Linked DNA regions of Sus scrofa: region 2 is linked to region 1. Evidence: chromatin contacts called from public Hi-C data. All regions are on one chromosome and are shown on one strand. The core of a region is the stretch at or near the end of the contact, and the rest is flanking DNA. Distances in the headings are between cores, read along the strand shown.

Region 1 (3,602 bases), core at 480-2,979:
CTACATTTCCCAGTCTCCTTTGCTTTTAAATAATATCAGGTGACTAAATTCTGGCCAATAGGATATTAGCAGGAGTGACCTCAGCAATTTTCATATCATAGCCTAAAAATCGAGCTGTTTGACCTTCATTTATCTTCCTCTTCCTAAGCTGAAATGCAGACCTGGTGATGGGAGTTGCCTTTGACCTTACAACCAAGGGCATTCCTTAGGGGTGGCAAAGCAACCAGACAGAAAGAAACAGGGTCTCTTATCATATCATGTAACATTCCTGCTCCCCTCCCTTGAATTTCTCCCAGCTAGGATTGCTCTGAGTAGGAGGAAAATGAACCTTTCTAATCTTGTTGAAGCTACTGTTCTAGAATCTTTTAAAGCAACAAAGCCAGTATACTACTTATTGTATAGTCCTATGGTGGATATACCTTGGTGTGACAAATTTTAGGAATTTTTTTCATATTTTTTTTTTTGTTGGTTTGCAGGATGAATCATTAGTATCATGCATTTCAGATAGTTCAACAGTAAAAATAGAAAAAAAAAGTTTTTGCTCCTAGTAGTTAAAGAATTTGCATGCTTTTTCTAAATGATATCAAATCCACCATGGTTTGTGTTGACATTATTAAGTTAGTTAATATTGAATGGATAAGGTTTGCAATGAAAAAAGGAAGGCTTATTTTATTTTATTATTTTTTTAATTTTATTTTTAAAATTAATTTTTTTTTTTTTTGGCTTTTTAGGGCCACACCTAGGGCATATGGAGGTTCCCAGGCTAGGGGTTGATTCGGAGCTATAGCTTTGCCGGCCTACACCACAGCCACAGCAACCAGGATCTGAGCCGTATCTGTGACCTACACCATAGCTCATGGCAGCGCCGGATCCTTAACCCACTGAGCAAAGCCAGGGCTCAAACCCACATCCTCACAGATACCAGTCAGATTTGTTTCTGCTGCACCACTATGGGAACTCCCTTATTTTATTATTTTTAAATCATAATTTATCTAAGAGAGTAGCTCTAAAATTGCAGCAGATACTGTTGAGTACACATATGGGTATGTTATTACTAATGGGTCAGAGGTTACAGATATTTTTATCTCTATAGATAATTTGGCCAATGGGAATGTCAAACTCTGTTTTCCCAATAAAACTGAGAGTATGTAATCTAGTAGAAGGTGGGCTTTGTTTTATTTTTAAAGTTGGGGTCCAATAAATTGCACTAGACATTTAACAGACTTTAATTAAGCACCTACTACATGTCAGGCACACTTTATTCACCAAACTGAAATAAAACTATATCAAAAAATTGGAATGGATTAGCAATGAGATCCTGCTGTGTAGCACTGAGAACTATGTCTAGTCACTTATGGTGGAGCATGATAATGGGAGAAAAAAGAACGTATACATGTGTGTGTAACTGGGTCACCATGCTGTACAGTGGGAAAAAAAATTTTATTGGGGGAATAACAGTAAAAAATTTTTAGAAAGAAAATAAAAGATGAAGAATACTTCTATGCATGAATATAGGACAAGAATTGCCCTATAGTTGGCCCTTGCCAAAGAGCATGCTTGTAATGAGAAAGATCTAACCCACCAGTGCAAACAATCACATGCCATGGGTAAGCCCGCCAGAGAAATAAAGGGCATTTGGCATGGAGCAAATGCTAAGTTTGCCTGAGCCAGATCTACTGCCTCTAATCCTGAGCAGTGAAGAACAGGACGAGCACTACAGCACAGCAGCTTCAAGATAACTAGCAAAGAGCTGGTCCGACAGTGACATTGAAACAAGTGTCAGTTTGCTCTGATAATTGGGAACAGCAGATGTTTAGAAAAGCTGAATAATTTATGGTTATATGTGAATAGCTCTTGCATGGGTGAATCTCATCTCCTAACATAACTCTGTAAATATTAACAGTTATCTGATACTATCTTGATCTGAAACTGCCTGGTACACAGGTAATGTCAGAAGAGCATGATTTAGTAGAAAAGCCAGTCCTCTTAATCAGAATAATATTTTGTAAATTAAGGGTTGCATTTGCCATTAAAAACAAGAAGCCGAACCGGTTTTCAGAGAATCAGTCACTTTTATGTGCAAGTTGCAAAGGTAGTTTTCAAGTGAATGCAAATAAACGCGTGCCCTGGAGGTTGGTGTGGTGTGGTGAATTGGTTAGTTATGGGCTTCCCAAATATTCTGCCAGGACAGAAGCAGGGTGTGTGGTTTTAATTAGGGCCTGGAGAGAACCTTGCAGGACATGCCAAACACTTATTAAGAGCTAAATAATTGTAGTAGTACTTCAAATTGACCTCTACATAAGTGACATGAGTTTCCCAAGTGACCTTCAAATACTGTTGTAGATGGCAGGTTAACTGCTGATGTGCTTATCCAAGATTTTGGAAAAGCTTTTTTTCTTAAAAAAAAAAAAAAGTTGTAGGGGAAAATTATTTTTAGCGAAGGTACTACTTGTAACCATATTATGAGATGACAAAACATATTCAGTGATGTATACAGCCGTTGACTCTCTCCACCCAGAAATAATTACTGGCTTTGTGCCTTGTAACCCTTAACATTTATCTCTAACAGTATTATAGAGCACCCACTATATTTTCTGCTTTCTATCCACTTCATTTTTACTTTGCTTCTAGTGTTAATTGTTCATATTTGATATGAAGAACAGGACTCTTATTATTTGAAGACCAAAAATATAAATTCCGACCTCAGTATAACTAGAATAACCAATAAAGACCAGTTAGCCGTCATTGGTCTAAATGACCTGAGCGACCTTTGCTTTATGGCAGAGCAAGGGATGGTGTGGAAGTTTCCTGTGCTGTAGATTTCGTCTCTGGGGACTCGCCTGGGGAGGGCGGAAGCCTGGTCCCTATGGCAGACCCTTCCTTTCACACAGCGAGTCTCTGCTTTTAAACATTCTTTCTTCACGACCACCATCTAAAGGATGGGTCCCTGAAACTAATGTTCCTTCCATGTTCTGGCTTGTTCATTTGCTCCTTTGCTCCTCCTTTACTCATGTCAGCACAGCCAGAAATCTGTGACATCCCTGTTCGTGGCCTAAAATCTGTGTTTCAAGTTGTTTTGCATGAGATAATCCACGTAAAAGTAAACAGAAATAAAAGTTCGCTTTGAGGAGTGTGTGATCCTTGAACCTCCTCTAGATGAACCAAGACTTACATGTGGCAGGTTCTCAATGAACGTTCATGGAGATGAATGGAGAATAAGCAGAGCGAAGCATGATGGAAAGATCTGGAGTCAGTGAGACCTGTGTGTGACGCGTGGGTCCGCTGGTAGAAGGTTCAGACCTTCCTGTAACTTCGTGTCCTCGTGTAAGTCACAAGGCTACTGAGACTTCCCTCGGAGAATTATCTGTCTCAGGATAATGCTTGGTACATCATATGTACTCCATAAAGGGTACCTATTATTCCCGGATTGCAGTTGAGTGAGGGGAGGCTTCTCAGAGGTGATTCTAATCTACCGTTTAGTCTGTTGTGGTGGAGGCGTGTTCATTCTAGGTGACCATTTAATCCTTACTTCTCCTAACATGAGAAAATGTTAAATGAGATTGGCAGGTATGAGAAAGGCAGAATGCTAGGAGGTGATAGAG
Region 2 (3,240 bases), core at 647-3,146, 140 kb after region 1:
AAACTGGTTAAGGACATGAACTTCTGTGCTAGAAATACCTGAATTTGACCCAATGGCAATGCAAACTCCGGCAAGCCAATTAACTTCTCTAAGTCTTGTTTCTTCAGTTCATAAAGTGGGGACAATAATGGCTATAGGATTGTTTTGAGATTAAGAAGATAATGTATATAAAAGCCCATGCCTAGAAAATATTAATCACTTACAGAGAGAGAGGGAGGGAGGGAGGAAGAGAGAAAGAGAGACAGAGAGAGAGAATGCATTATATCAAACATGAGCACGATAGCTCACAGGACATTTCTATAACTTATTCTAAACCAGTGGGGTACCATGGGGGAGGCGGGAGCAGTCAACTGGATGAAGGCAGAAAGGAGATGCTGTGTCTATAGAGAGTTGAAAAACAATAATAATACCAACTAAAATCAGTTTACTTTTTAAAAAAATTATAGTTTATTTACAATGTTGTGCCAGTTTCTCCAGTACAGTAAAGTGACCCCGTCATGCATATATATACATTCTTTTTCTCATACTGTCCTCCATCATGTTCTATCCTAAGATATTGGACAGAGTTCCCTGTGCTCATTGCTTATCCATTCTTTTTTTTTTTTTTTTTGTCTTTTTGCCATTTCTTGGGCCGCTCCCACAGCATATGGAGGTTCTCAGGCTAGGGGTCGAATCGGAGCTGTAGCCACCGGCCTACGCCAGAGCCACAACAACGCGGGATCCGAGCCGCGTCTGCGACCTACACCACAGCTCACGGCAACGCTGGATCCTTAACCCACTGAGCAAGGGCAGGGACCGAACCCCCAGCCTCATGGTTCCTAGTCAGATTCGTCAACAACTGCGCCAGGACGGGAACTCCGTGCTTATCCATTCTAAATGTAACGGTTTGCATCTACTAACCTTTTAAAAAATCATTATGCACCAGCAAGTCTAAATCATGCCAGTGATAAAGTATTCTTCTTGGAAACTCCTCTGTTCCTAACAAGTTGAAGTTTTCATTTTCAATTAAGCATTTTCAGACCCTTTACCCTCTGGCCTCTAACCTGTTTGCCTTCCATGCTTATCTCTCATTGAATCCTTCTTTCCAGTCCAACTGGGCTAACTGTTTAATGGAAATACTCTGCACATTTCTGCCTCCCCATTTTGATAATATAGTTTCCACCATCTGAAATGCCCTGCTCTCTCCCTTTCATTTATCCAGATCTTACTTCATGGGCTCAGGATAAGGGGTTCATTTTCTGGGAAGCCTTCCCCATCTGCTGGATTCCTCTCCCTTTTGTGTACATAGATAGTTCTATTTTGGCATTTAGCATCTGCTATCTTGTGTTGAAATATATTTCCCTTCCCTCCCAATGTAAAGGAGGAGCTCATTCATGGCACTGGTTCTTTTTCCCATAATCTTGACCAGCTTTGGGGTTTGCTATCATCGGTACACTTGGTACTCACAATTGTGCTTAGAGTTCCCTGCTGTCCTATTTCACAGCATAAACATAACTGGTGAATATCTTTTATTTTAAAGTTCCTCTGAGACATATGTATGTTACCTAAAATAGTGTATATCATATAATATCAATCAACATCGGACATTTAAGAAAGAAGAAATATGATTGCATTGTGGGGTTGGGGGTGAGGGATTGGGGTCTATGTCTTACAACTGAGATTAGTCTGAAAAGTCTCAGGTATGAGCTCTGAACGCAGATTCCATTGATGTGATTTTTCAGTCATTTTCTGAGATCTGGAACCCTTTTATCTCTTCTTTACTAGTGCAAAATGTAACGCAAGTTTTAGCATGTGATGTCCACTCCCATTATTGATTGCATGAAAAATACTGGGTCTTTGAACTCAGTCCTTAACCTAGCACTACATCCTAACCAACTTCTGCAAACAGTATACTGTCAACATTTACTTTGGTATCCCAATAGAGAAATACCTTTTTAGGAGGACCTATCAGCTAACAGACTACCTAAAATGAATTGAGAAGACCATTAGAGGAAATGTTAAAATGTCAGTGTAAAATATCTTTCTTCACATTCTCGTATTCCACGAGTTAGCTGTATACTCAGAGGTCCTTTGAGAAAAACTCAGCCAGATCCTGGGATCAGAGGCTCAGTCTCCAGAAGTACAGGGGTCTCAGAGTTTCTGGGGCCCTAAAAGGTATTCTAGATAGAAGGAAGCATTTCCAGCCTGAAGTGGCTTCTGCTCCTCATCTTCCTCTGAGGAGGAATTTTGGAAATGTGGCTTGGTTTTATTCCCCCCCCAGACTCTAGTGAAATTGGACCTGTGCATTCCGTGTCTCATTGCTTGTGCAAGTAGAATGAGGAGAACTTTGTCTCATCGCATCGTTGATGAGAATTACTATCTTAGTTGTTCCAGGAGCCTTGTTCTGGGAGTGAGCCAAAGTTCATCATTACCAAAGGTACACAGACAGTGTCGTAAGGGAGAACAGCGGAGATGCCTTTAGCTATTTTAAGGCTGCTGTATAAAAAAGGACTGAGGCTTACAAGGAAACCCAAGGCATCTAACCAGGAACGATGGTAACAGACTTCAGTTCAAAATAGACAGCACTTTCTAACAATCAGTTGTCTATATATAGAATGGACTGTAGTGTTAATACTGAGTTTTCCATGGGGTGAGACAGTCACAGGAATGGGAATTCTGCAGGGTGTTCTAATATCAGGGAATGATGTGAATAAAGGAATTCTGATTCTCCTTCTTATCCATAGTCTATAGTTTTCTGATTCTGCCATTTTTTTTTCCAAATCTGTTGATTGGCCAGTCAGAATTTTTCAAACGTGTCAAATTTGAATGCATTAACATATGAAAAACAAATTCTTTTCCTCTCTCTCCTATTCTCACTGTTATTGTAGACTCTGGTCTATCTTCTAACTTTCACCAGTTAGGGATATAGAAGGAATAACTCCAAGTAGAAACGTATATGATAATCAAATAGGCATATAAAAAAATCACACGGGATTTTGGAAGGCTATGCATAGCATTTCACTTTGATTTTTTAAAAGTTTGGAAAGAACTGTAGTCTTGTAATGAAGTCTTAGGTGGCATGTGAAAAGAGAAACAGGAATTTCTCTCTCCTGCTGGGCTTTCCCATCGATGGAAAGCTTTATTCATATATTGAGCAATTCTTTCTTCCAGCCTGGGTGGTCCCCAGGGAGGGACTGAGTGAAGAACTGTGGGAGGCACAAGTGCTCTGTCTATCGTGCCTTCTATTCAGGGGCACAGAAG

Evidence for each region. A called contact is a pair of places that touch in the nucleus more often than the background predicts.
Region 2: a Hi-C map of liver shows a contact between it and region 1, with 6 times the contacts expected there. A contact is called at or near these places in 3 of 47 Hi-C or Micro-C datasets (embryonic fibroblasts, fetal heart ventricle and liver) and 1 of 2 datasets of targeted methods (skeletal muscle).

What each region holds. Positions count from the first base shown.
Region 1 is chr4:118,393,967-118,397,568 of Sscrofa11.1, forward strand. All of the region lies in intron 3 of PALMD (palmdelphin), which reads right to left. It overlaps LOC110260438 (a long non-coding RNA gene), which reads right to left. Exons shown (of 2, transcript XR_002343735.1): 2 at 1-3,602. Among named protein-coding and RNA genes, the nearest start is that of PALMD, 32 kb to the right of the region's middle.
Region 2 is chr4:118,537,880-118,541,119 of Sscrofa11.1, forward strand. No RefSeq gene overlaps it. Among named protein-coding and RNA genes, the nearest start is that of PALMD, 110 kb to the left of the region's middle.